2 separate regions of the Danio rerio genome follow, and region 1 is linked to region 2. A link is a contact called in public HiChIP or PLAC-seq data. All regions are on one chromosome and are shown on one strand. The core of a region is the stretch at or near the end of the contact, and the rest is flanking DNA. Distances in the headings are between cores, read along the strand shown.

Region 1 (6,358 bases), core at 1,355-3,854, 110 kb after region 2:
TAGCCTATGCCTCATTTAAATGTTTAATTGCTGCTGGTATGATACTGTTTCTGTATCGTTTAGTTCTTGTTACTAAAAACCTGGGAACAGAAGGAAAGAGCTGAAACTTTGAGTGTAGGGAATGAGCAGTGTCACTTAAAATTGAATTTGTAATTCTCTTGAGCTGCTTGGTGTCCACAGCCTCCAGAACACCCCAGTCAGCTTATTGGACCACTTAACTATCTGTTTTGGTGTGTTTTTATTCTTAACAGATAGGTTCTTAAGCCATGACTCGAAATGATAAAATGAACTCAAGAAAGAATCCATTTCATTGCCTTTAAAGTGAAATAACTGAACATAAACATAGGAGGCTGAGAAAAATGCTCATTTTAGAAAAACAATTCAGACGGCACTTAGAGGTTAAGGACTTTCCACACAAGCATCATGGCAAAGTTAAGTGTCTATTGGAAGCACACTTCAGATTCTTACAGAAATCTTTTGGAAATCTTACATCCATCCAAGTGTCTAGTTTGTGAATACATTCGTGTTGTTGCATGACTTGGTTGAGCAAATGTTTGAGTGATTCATTCATAAAGGCAGTTACTTGTTGTGTCCCTGAATAAATAAGCAATTTGAAAGAATCTGTTTAAAATTAAAAATTCATAAAGACAACATTTGCCACCTCTCTTTGTAGCAATTTGTTCCCTACCATGTTAAAAAGGAAAAAGATTTGGTCTTGTAGTCCTCCGGTACTGTTGCCTACAATCAGCTTGTCACAATTCGAAACCCAACAGGACGAGATGATAAATAGATGATAATAACGTGATGATCTTACTGCAACAGTTTTATCTGAGAGTACAGATACTGTATATAACCAGCTAATTTCCCAGTCTGCTCAAGACACCAGTTTTTTTTTTAGTTTTTTCATTCTATCAACACTTACTGTGCTGCAGTTTCAGGAGTGAAGAGAAGTGCATAGGAAAACAGGACTGATCATGCATTCTTTTTCTGCATTATTCTGTCCTTTATTATTCATCCTGAATGTGAGATGATTGACATTTGATAGCAATAAACAACATAAACTAATTCTATATGTTTTTTTAAGCTGTTGACCAACTTTTAACCTGATCTTTTAATAGTAATGCTTGACTGAAGTCGCATAGCAACTTTGGGTGCAACAATACTCTAAAAATAAAAAGCAGTGAAAACAAACCAGTCTTTGGTGTTTAATAAGGTGTTGCGTTTTGAGGGGCCCACCACCTTGGTCAGATGTGTCCAGTGGCCAACATATTCTGCTAATACCCTGCATGCAAACATGCACAAGTGGAATGATGCAGATGCTCTCCTTATGAATCTGAGAATGTCAACTGTTGCATTTCACAGGCCTACTGATCGTTTATAACAACATGTAATATGTGTGTTATACTGAGGTCAACATTTCTCAACATAGGGCTACTAATTGAAACCTACAGAGTTGCAAATGTGCATTGGGCTACTGTATTTACAGCATTTATAATTTCATAATGATTCAGTAGAAATGATCTACTATATGTAGATATAATATTGTCACACCATTACACTGCCGTGATGGTCCCAGTACATGTGATAAGCCAAAATGGGGTGTGACCTCTGTCTCTGTGTGTCTCGCCATTTCTGACACACACACACACACACACACACACACACACACACACACAGCTCATGTGCAGAACCACCGGTCCTTGTGCTGGTGTATCTGACAGTGATGCAGTGTTATTACTGAGCAGACGCTTTAACACTGCTATCACATCCTTTCACTTGCTGAAACGGTCCAATGAAAGCGCAATCCTCTTACAAACACAAGATCAACGGGTCAATACTTCAGATGCATGCGCATTTATAGGAAAAATCATATCTCAATCATAGCCTATAGCTGTCTGATATCCCACATCTGCTCTGCAGAAAACCTGGATCTCCCCTCGACGGTTCTTGGGGAATCCCGATGAACAAAAGTGGGTTATGGCTGTTAGAGGCTGATGTTTTAGCGCGTAATGGACCATGACTTGCGTCTAAACTGTCAAGAAGCCACAACACCTTTTAAGATATCGGTCGTGTGAAGCGCGCGCGCGCACACAGTTTTTTTTCTTTAGCCTTGATTTTGTGCATTCGTTTATTTCTTTATTTACCCGCCCATGTTTTCCTAATTCTGTTTGTATTGTCTGTTTTCAACATTATATTTCCTGTCTGTTTCAGTACTTTGAATGCTCTATTTTGGCAATATCTGCTGACAGTCTTGCCAGTAAATCTTTGTTGACTCTAGATCCCTAGTGACAGCTTTAAGACCCTTTAATATGCTGCATGTCCATGCCAAATCCCCCGAAAGCCCGTCCAAAACCCACACACTTGAGTAAAACACGTCTATCTCAGATGCTCTTCACACAGTACACTGTGATAATTTACAACCCTACCATCCGGTAACCGGATGATGCGGTGTTCTCAAATTGCCCACTCCCCACAAGAATCCCCTTCACCTAATATCAACTCACCTCGTTATTTCGAAACTGCAGCCCTTCCTGAGTAGCAAGGCTCTTTTTCGCATGATTCCCGCCTTCTCTCGTCCCAAATACATGTTAATATCCGAATTCATGGTGGTGGGATAGCGGGTCGCACGGGTCCTGACTGCACGCGCAGGGACTCAGAAGCAGCAGCGCGAGCGCCGTTGTTGATGATGATGATGGTGATGCGGCTCTGCTGCTTCGCGTCTGGCGAATGGAGAACCGGGAGGGCGCACAAAGAGAGAGGGGGATACAAGATCAACAGTGGGTCCTCATCAAACGGAAAAAGCCAAAAAGTGACCCACACTCTTCTGTGTTCAGAGAAGATATGATTTAAGTTGATTCAGTGTGCTCAGGGCTGAGGAAGGGATTCGTGAACTCCATTCACACCAGTTCCTCCAGATTAGAAGTGCAAAAAGTCGTCGGTGAAAAAAATCTCCGGGTCGATCCCCCCGTTCCCCGTTGTTTAGGGCATGTACACTGGAGTAATGTACCGCTCCAGCCGTAGAGTCTGCGCGGTCCTAATGTCTACCCAGAAGAATAGAAGAAAAAAATAAGATTTTTTTTTTTTCTTTTAGTGGGGCGGCGACTGACTCTCTCAAATGAACGAACATTACGCACTGTCGTTCCTCTTCCCTGGAGAGAACAATATCATTATTAAGAAAAAAATGTTTTTCTTTAGGCAGTGTTCTTTCTTTCTTTAATTAATTCCTTTATCGCCATTGTGACTCATACTCCCCGTTATGAAGCAGGAAGACAAACCTCAAAAGCATCACAGCTTTTTAAGAACAGCAGCATATGAGATGAAATGTATAGACCTATAGGTGTGTGTGTGTGTGTGTGTGTGTGTGTGTGTGTGTGTGTGTGTGTGTGTGTGTGTGTGTGTGTGTGTGTGTGTGTGTGTGTGTGTGTGTGTGTGTGTGTGTGTGTGTGTGTGTTTTGAACATTTATTTTATTTCAGTCTGTTTCTGTCAGATGAAGATAAAATTGTTAGGCATGAACAAGAATAAATTATTTCATAGTAAAATAAAACCAAGGATTACAATACAACCCCAAAAATACGTATTAAATGTATATATTTTATAATTGTATACATAAATATTATCATTTACCGTAATTTGTAATCGTGTATTTTAGTGGATCAGTGTGTGTGCGTGCGTGCGTTTGTGCGTGTGTGTGCGTGCTGTAGGCTACTGGTTGTCAGAACAAGTGTGTTGTTTCATTTTTAAATGTGGTTCCTCCACATTCATGTGCTGTCGTTGAATTGAATAGACTAAATTTAATGTTCTCTTACACAGTTCTCACTCTTGAAACTGCAGTACAGTAAGTGCTAATAGAATGAAAAATACTTTTATTTAAATTTGGAAACATGATTGTTCTGAGCTCTGTGCTCATCCTGAAAGAAAGCATCTTGAGCAGCCTGTGAAATCTACAGTACAAAGTTGGGTACCGTACCTGTACTTTGTAATTAACAATAATTTATTAATTTGTAGTTTATAAATGTATGAATGGGTGCTTCTCAGCACTGGGGTTCAGGAGCTAGTATACTCTCAATGCACTCTAAGAAATAAATGTGCATGAGTTGTCACTGCCACTTTTTCAAAAGTTACAAATTTGTACCTAAAAGGTCCATACTAATATCTTAAGGGTACATATTATACCTAAAAAGTACAAAAGTGTTCCTCTTAAAATTTTAAGGTACCAATATGGACCCTTCAAGTACAAATGTGTACCTTTTGAATAAGTACCACCCCAGTGACAGCTCACGTACCTTTATTTCTGAGAGTGTATTCGGTTGTGACTGGAAGGGCACCCACCGGTAAAACATATGGAAGAGTAATTGGCAGTTCATTCCACTGTGACAACCTTTAATAAAAGCCTAGCAAAGTGAAGATATGTTATAAAACATTTTCCCCCTTTGAACACAAAAATATTTTATTTTGAGAAACATTTATAATATCCTGGAACAGTAAACCTATCAGACTAAATCATTCAAATGGCATCTGAATACAACTAATTCAATACACTGATTTCTGTGTATTTTAAAATGGCAACTTTGGACATCTTTTTTGCTGGAGATAAGGTGGGCCCAAGGGGGAAAAAAAGTAATAAAAAACTTACTTATTCCATAGAAACGGTATAGCAGAAAAGTTTGGCGGTTTTAAAATCTTGAAAACGGTTATCATCCCATGCCTAATGCAGACATTATCAGAAAAAAATGTACAAACAAATTGAACATTTTTAAAAAAGTACGGCCCCAGTGACAGCGTTTGCATCTTTATTTTAGAGATTGTATCAGAGTCTTATCTTTGAAGCACGTGTAGGCTACTTTAAACAGGTTACAAAAAATCAGTGTTAATATTATTAATAATATTGTGAAAAGCTGTACTGTAATGATGTTAAAACTCGGGTATTGATCCAACACACACACATACAAAAGCACAAGACTTGAATGGAGACATTTATAGAAGGTTTAAACTGAGCAGATGTTTTTTCTGCTGGATCAGAAAAAAAGTTTATTCCGAGTTGCATGGACACCAGGGAAAAAGCAATGCTACATGCAAATACGGTGCAACTAATCACATAAACGCTCATAGTTACAGTAACACAGCAAAACAAATAATCTTTTCAACTTTTAAAAGGGAGGGAAAAATTCTCTTATATCTTTTGTTGTTGACTTCAACCTCTGATCAAGATTGTTTAACTTAATTTAAGCAGTGCCAGCTGTGTGTGAGTGTTTGTGTTACAGTAATTCTTGAAGTGTTACTGGAAGAACTGTCTGAGCATGACTCATGTTTGTCTTGTGGCAGCAAGAATCATGCTTTAGGTCATGTTCATTTGCTCTAAAGGTGTGTTTGTGTGTGTGTCTCAATCTGAGTGTGTGTTATGTTCTGGCATATTGTATATCTGCCTCACATATCACATATGCCACTTCTTAACATACAGTATACGTCACAAACACATTGATTTGTTTATCGTTGCTTTAACCTGCTTTTTATACTCCATATTTTAATGCTTTAGCAATATTGTATTGATCGCCGTCAGGTCAGCCAGGCTTTGTTGGTTGTGACTCTCACAAGAGAAAGACATGGCAGTATTTATGCTCTCTATATGGGGCGCAAAGTCTAAAGAGAATGGTGCAAAAGATCATTAATGGTTTGTTCGAATCCACTTTTGCTATTTTAAGAAAGAAAAAATGGTCTAACAGGGTTGTACTTATTGGTATAACATGCATTAAACCAATCAGTCTCATCTCCCATTCCCTTTTAGAGTCAGTTGCACCATTTGCTATTTACATGGTTGACTTTGTAAGTAAAAAAACTGAATGGAAAACCTGAATGCTTCACTAGCGAGACTAACAGATTATCTGCGTGAGGATAAAGAATGAGACTCCGTTCGGCCTTTTTACTTTCTCTTTACTTTACTTTTACTCTTTACTCCTTTACTATTATGGATACAGAAATGTTGCTGTACGCACTCCACTAAAGACATCAATTAGCCTACATATTAAATTTTGTTTGTTAAGCACAAAGATTTGTTTCAAAACTATTTCTAAATTCAGTTCTAATTTCCAGCAAATGAAAAATGAACAATAATAACGATGTGTGGTCAAAAGTTATATCCAATCACGTGTGATATTCTTATGCCCCATATGGTGAAGCATACATCTTCGAAAGAGGTGGACAAATCTAAGCTTGTTTTTATTAAAACAAATATAAATATACAGATAATAACAACCCGGGCTCATTGTGGAAACGTAGCCCCACGGACGTTTCTGCGGATCGCGAAATACGTCCCGGGAGGTACGTAATTGAGCAGTTTTTGTTTTTGTGGATCCGCGAGAG
Region 2 (5,889 bases), core at 3,029-5,528:
TTGCCATCTTGTTTTACTATTCAAATGAAGGTATTTTTACATGATTTTTTCCCTTAATTAGGTTGGCGTGTACTTATATTTATGTATTTGATGATACAGACAAAATCTGAAAGTAGTGAGTTTTGAAAATGGCGTGGTCTTGAGCATTTATACTGCTAGTGCCATTGTTTAGACTGTTATAGGATGCTTTCCCACTTACAGCTCAGTTAATATGGTTTGTGTGGTCCAGACAAAAAAAAAAAGAGCTGGTTCACTTCAAATCAATCGTAGATGAATTAAATGTATATTTAGGTTATATAAGGACTCCACTGAAGACATCCATTAGCCTACATATTTAATTTCTTGTGTTAAACGTAAAGATTTATTTCAAAACTATTTCTAAATTCAGTTCTAATTTCCAGCAAACGAATAAATGAACAATAATAATGAAATGTGGTAAAAAAACTGAGGTATATCCAAACACACGTCCTATTCTTATTCCCCATATGCTCCAAAACAGGTGGATAAATCCAAGCTTGTTTTTAATAAAACAAATATAAATAAGCAGATAATCAGTAATACTGCAAGTAATAATAACATTATACAAGTGCAAAGTGTCAAGAATAAATTGATAATAGCCCTCCGACATGAAGGTGATGGAGGTGGAGGTGATGGTTTTTATATCCCTGTAGAAAATAATAATTTTTGTAACAATTTTAATCCTTTAAGTATTTTTCATTCATTAAGGTATTTGCTTATTGCTGTACATCCTGTTTGTATTAAGCAATGTGTAAGTGTTTAAGGTGCACAGATAACGTGCTCTGCGTTGGACTTTAGACCAGCCTTCAGTTGGTCAATTGTGCAGTTCATTTTAGTTTCTCAAAATAGCAACGTGCCAACAATGCACCTTAACACACCTTCTTTATAGACCAGAACACCCATGAATCTACAAAGTGGTGCAAATGGATTTGCTATTTAAACAACACGGTGCAAAACAGTAAAATTTGGGGTGTGCTGGTCTGAAAATAGCAACAAATCGCGCCAAACATGTCATGCATGCTAGGTGTATGATAGGGCCCTTAATGTCCTGTTTTGGGGTTGTTTAGATGTTTTGATCAATATTTCAATCATATTAAAAGTTCATTTATTCACCCTTCATGTGTTTTAATCCTATTAGAGTTTCTTTCTTCTACTAAACATATAAAAAACTGATATTTTAAAGAATGCTGCTAGCTGGCAGGTATTGACTTCAATAGTCATTTTTTTTTCTTACTATGGAAGTTGATGTTTTCCAATAAACAGCATTCTTAAAACAGTATTGTTTTGTGTTCATCAGAAGAAAGAAACCCATAAATGTTTAAAACCAGGTGATAAATGTTGAGGGGATTTTTATTTTGAGTGAACTATCCCTTAACTATCCCTGAGTAAACTAAGTAAAACTGCACCAGTTAGTTCCAAATTGGACCCCTTTTTTTCAGTGTTCCCGCTTCACTTGTTTTGTTCCATGCTCCTCAAAGTAAATATGGCAGAGTTTACGCATATCCAAAATGAACTACAATAACTAAACAATTGAACCTATCCTTCCTAATGAGATCTCACCCTCATTTTATCCCTCATAAACTCATTTTCATCTCTGGTAAATTCAGTATGGTGTTTAACCAGAATAGCATGGACTTTCAGTGTCCAACATCTTTTCACTTTTGTACTGCAAAGTTTGCACTGGTAGTCTCTGCTGAGGTCAGTGCAGAGCCTGCTCCGCAATAACTTTCCATGCTTGTAAAAATTCCTCTGTTATTAGACTATAAGCCCTCGAGAGCCCAGGCCTTTCACATTTATTGTAGTGTTAAACAAATGGTATTGCATAAACACTGTCCTTCCTCTTTGTCCAGTGGGTTTTGAGCTTACAGCATTTCGAGGATAGTTGGGTGCTTGCCTTGACCTCAAGAACACTGCATGAAAATAGCAAAGCTGTGTGTTTGTGGAACTTTAGTTAATGTTTTGATTTTAATGACAGCACTTTTTCTATAGTATCATTGTATATTTTCTGTTTTTAAAGTATAACTTATTTTTATAGTATTTTTTATAATTTGTGCAGTTTATAGTTTTTTATAATAAAGGAATGTTAAACGTTTTTTTTGCATTGCTGTGTGATTTCTTTTGTCAGCTTCAGGAAATGAGGGGCAGTGGGCTGAATACACACTGTAAATGAGAGCTGATCAAGAAACATAGACAAAGAGAGAGAAAGAAATCAAGAGAGGCGGATGAATTGCTGCCAAGTTTTGTGGCAATTATAACACAGCAGACCCCTTTGTTGATTTATGCTCAACGAGGGCAGGAAAAAGACTGACAGGAAAAGATAGACGGGTTTAAAAAACTTTATGAGAAAGGAATGTTAATGTTAAAAAAATCAGACTTCAGCACTGCCACAATTGTTCAGCTCAATCTTAATTGAGAAAAGAGAATTGCTACTAATTGCAGAAGCAAGGCAGGAAAAATGTCAGAGGGCAGCAGAGGAGATCTTGCTAGAGAGTGTGGGTGTTTGAGCCTGAATGTAAACCTAGTCATCTGAAACATGCCTTTGCTTGTCAAAGAAAGAATGAATGAAAGGAAAAACACAAGCAAATATAGGGTGCAAGCTAACATAAGAAACACATTCAGACATTTGTAAAATAAATCTCGCTACTGTCATAGAATACAAGAGTTTTGATGAGTAAGTTCTGGTTTAAATGTTACGTTTCCCATCTGGAATTTAAAACTGGTTAGTAACTAATGGGGATTAAAATAGTGTAATTGTGTCATTTTAAGAAACACTTTAAACTTAAAAAAATATCAATAAAATGTTGAAATATTTGAATATGAATTTTGGCACAGTTTTCCCCATATTGTGTTGATATGGTAAGTAACCCAGCCCTAAGGCAGCACACTTTAAAGGGGTGGTCCTCTATGATATCATATTTTAAACTTTAGTTGATGTGTAATGTAGCTGTGTCAACAAATAACATCTCTGAATCTCTTTACAGAGTTAGCTTTGTTTTCTTTGGACTACAAAAAATACATTCAGGATAGTAAGATCGCAAACATTTCAGACGCAATTATCACAGGAATACCACACGCAATGAAGGGTCATGGCCAGAGGCTGTTATAGTAGAGAAAGCTTCCTTTGTTTTGGGGCTTCCAAAGGACACGACACACAAAAAAAGAAGTGCTTACAGTTTAATTTTAATTATGCTCCTGGAAATTATAAAAAAATACATAGCTAGCATTTGACAAAGGACATCTTCCAAAATCTCTCCCAATTCAGTGCCCGATTCAGCTAAAATCTCCTTAAAGAAGGAGCAGCTCCAACTATAATAGCAGAAGCTGTAGATCGTCAGCCACAATCTGTATTTTCATATGTTAAAATTGATTTATTACATGCATAGTTTCTAGCATTTAGAGTATGTTGTAGTGAGGACATAAACAACAGGAAATGCTGTTTGGCACTGCTAACAATCTAGCTACAAATTTATATTTATGAGTCAAACCTCTGTAAACACCCACAATCAACAGCAGCACATGCAGTGTCTCTATGCAGCCGCTTTCCCTGCGTTCTACATCTCAACTAATGAAATTGCAAAAAATATTGAACATTTTATATTACTTACCCTATGTTTTGAATGTATGTGCTCTTCATTTTCTGTCTCAAGGTACAAACAGCTACTGTTTACACAGCGCAAAAGCCCGTGCTTGTAGGGACGTGATGTGGAGACGATCCGTGAATCACAGCACATTATGTTAACTGGCCAATCAGAGCCTCTTGAGGACAGGCCTCTTGAAGGAACTAGGAAATATGACTGTCATTTTCAGGTTAGCTGAGTAGCTGTATATAATCTGTATATAAGATATATGAAAAAAATAACTTGATTTTCTACAAATGAAGCATGCCCATCATATAAACACAACAAAGACTTAAAATACACTGTGGACCACCCCTTTAAAGATCACCTTTATAGGCTACAATATTTATGGTTGATAGATGCATTTTAGTAGTAGCTTAATGACTAATTAAGTTTCAAAGTAATACTGTGGTTAAAAGTAATACTTAAGCTGACCTCTGATAATGATATAAGGAGATTTTGTATAATTAAAAGGAAAACTAATTAGTTAAGTTTTGGCCTGCTTATATATTCATAGAACAAACAAAGCCCTAAAAAATATGAAGGTGAGTTAATTAAATTTAAAAGATTGTGCTTGCTTTGATGAAACAGCTGACTGTTTAGGCGCCATTTGTGTTTAGGCCCGAGTTTTTGTTGTGTTTGCACCGTTTTACCAGCAGATGTCATCAGCATGCGGTTTTGAGAAACTAAATACAAAACTTCAGAAAAGCTTAGTTTTCGCCATTAATACCAGATTTGAAATCGATCTTATCAAGTAGTTCAAGCAAGCCTAAAGTTATTTTTGTAATATGGTTAGTCTAGTTGCAGCTTTCCCCTTCGTTCAACCACGTGCACGTTGTGTAGAGTTCTACGATTGGACTTAATGTCAAGTATCTCTCACTGAAGCTGGAGGTAAAGGTAAGTGTAATATGTAGTTCCCTGTTATCTGTAGATCTCAGTGTTGTCTGTCAGTCTTGCAACGGAAAAAGTTCAAGTTTTAACTCTCGTTAGCTTTTTGTTTTGTCATAATCTCTACCTGACCAGATTTTTTTAGCCTTTAAGCTGAAAACCAATTGTTGCCTAAATTGGTCTAGGTAACTAGCATTACATTTCATGTTATATATCATAATATTGACTGTTTCTTTTTCTTTTTTTTTTAAAATCACACTTAACATGGTATACAATGCAATAATGTAGTCAGAAATGACAGATAAGTGTAAGTACATCATCTAAATGTTTAAACATTTACTCCAATCTACTTACACTTGTTAAAACACAAACTGCATGCTCAAATTTCATAAATATTTATTTCATATCAACAATAATAACTACAGCAGTGGGCTACAGCACTTTCAAATAAATGCTATAATAATAATAATAGTAGTAGTAGATTTTGAGGCCACATCTGAAACACAAACATTTACAAGTAGTACTTGGCGTTAAAAACAATGGCAATACAATATTTTAAGACACTTGGTGTTTTTTTTATTTGTTTTTGTTTAATTTCTGATATCACAGACTTTCTGCAACAGTCTAAACAGTTAATATTGATATAGATACAAAACCACTGCAAAAAACAATCAGGAGAGTAAACAGAGGGATGGGGAAGACAACAACAGACAGTATGCCAACAGAAAAAATATATTCCATCAATCTCTTGCACATCTATTCTCATCAAAAAACAAATGGCAAATAAATAATATTGAAAACTTTTAATTTACAAAAATATTCCCAAGTTTTCCCTTTTTAGTCCAGACTGCTACTAGTGTTGAGTGAGTTACACTGAGATGAAGAAAGGTTTAGCGTGAAGCGACATGCAATCAGCGAAGCGCTTTAATACTTACACCTCCTCTTGTGCTGTTCCTGAGGCTCTTGTGTTCTGGTGTCACTTTGATGACAGTTTTTAACATCTCTGAGTTTGAACTGTAAACATCTATATTCTTCTTCTCATTTTACACTGCAAACTGTTTTTAACCCCCAAAGGTTTTGTATTGTTTTCCATGTAAAAAACACTGTTTTAGCATAACATCTGTTTTTTTTTTCCTGAAATTATATGTTTGGGAAATAATGTATATATTATAGATTAGGTAAATAGATAGTTTTAAAGGAACTCTTTTTTAAAAGAAATAATTGTACAATTGTACAATTTTTAAATCCATTCAGCCAATCTCCGGGTCTGCTAAGTAGGGTCTGTCTGCGGACTGCAAGACAGGGGCATAACATCAAGGGGCCTTAGGGGCGTAACTTTTAGTACGTTAGAGGCGTAACATGAAGT

The links. HiChIP or PLAC-seq counts read pairs in DNA pulled down with a chosen protein or histone mark.
Region 1: a contact with region 2 is called in an H3K4me3 HiChIP or PLAC-seq map of embryo, with 2.1 times the contacts expected there. The contact joins the promoter of garnl3 here to the promoter of LOC141385840 in region 2. A contact is called at or near these places in 2 of 4 datasets of contacts at active chromatin or transcription factors (caudal fin and embryo).

What each region holds. Positions count from the first base shown.
Region 1 is chr5:34,080,166-34,086,523 of GRCz12tu, forward strand. garnl3 (GTPase activating Rap/RanGAP domain like 3) reads right to left here and starts at 2,605. Exons shown (of 29, transcript NM_001128527.1): 1 at 2,505-2,605. The coding sequence starts at 2,605. All of the region lies in intron 2 of LOC141385840 (membrane-spanning 4-domains subfamily A member 4A-like), which reads left to right.
Region 2 is chr5:33,969,423-33,975,311 of GRCz12tu, forward strand. It overlaps LOC141385840 (membrane-spanning 4-domains subfamily A member 4A-like), which reads left to right and starts at 4,279. Exons shown (of 9, transcript XR_012406927.1): 1 at 4,279-4,532. ptges (prostaglandin E synthase) reads left to right here. Exons shown (of 3, transcript NM_001014828.2): 3 at 1-242. It also overlaps a transcript of garnl3 not described here.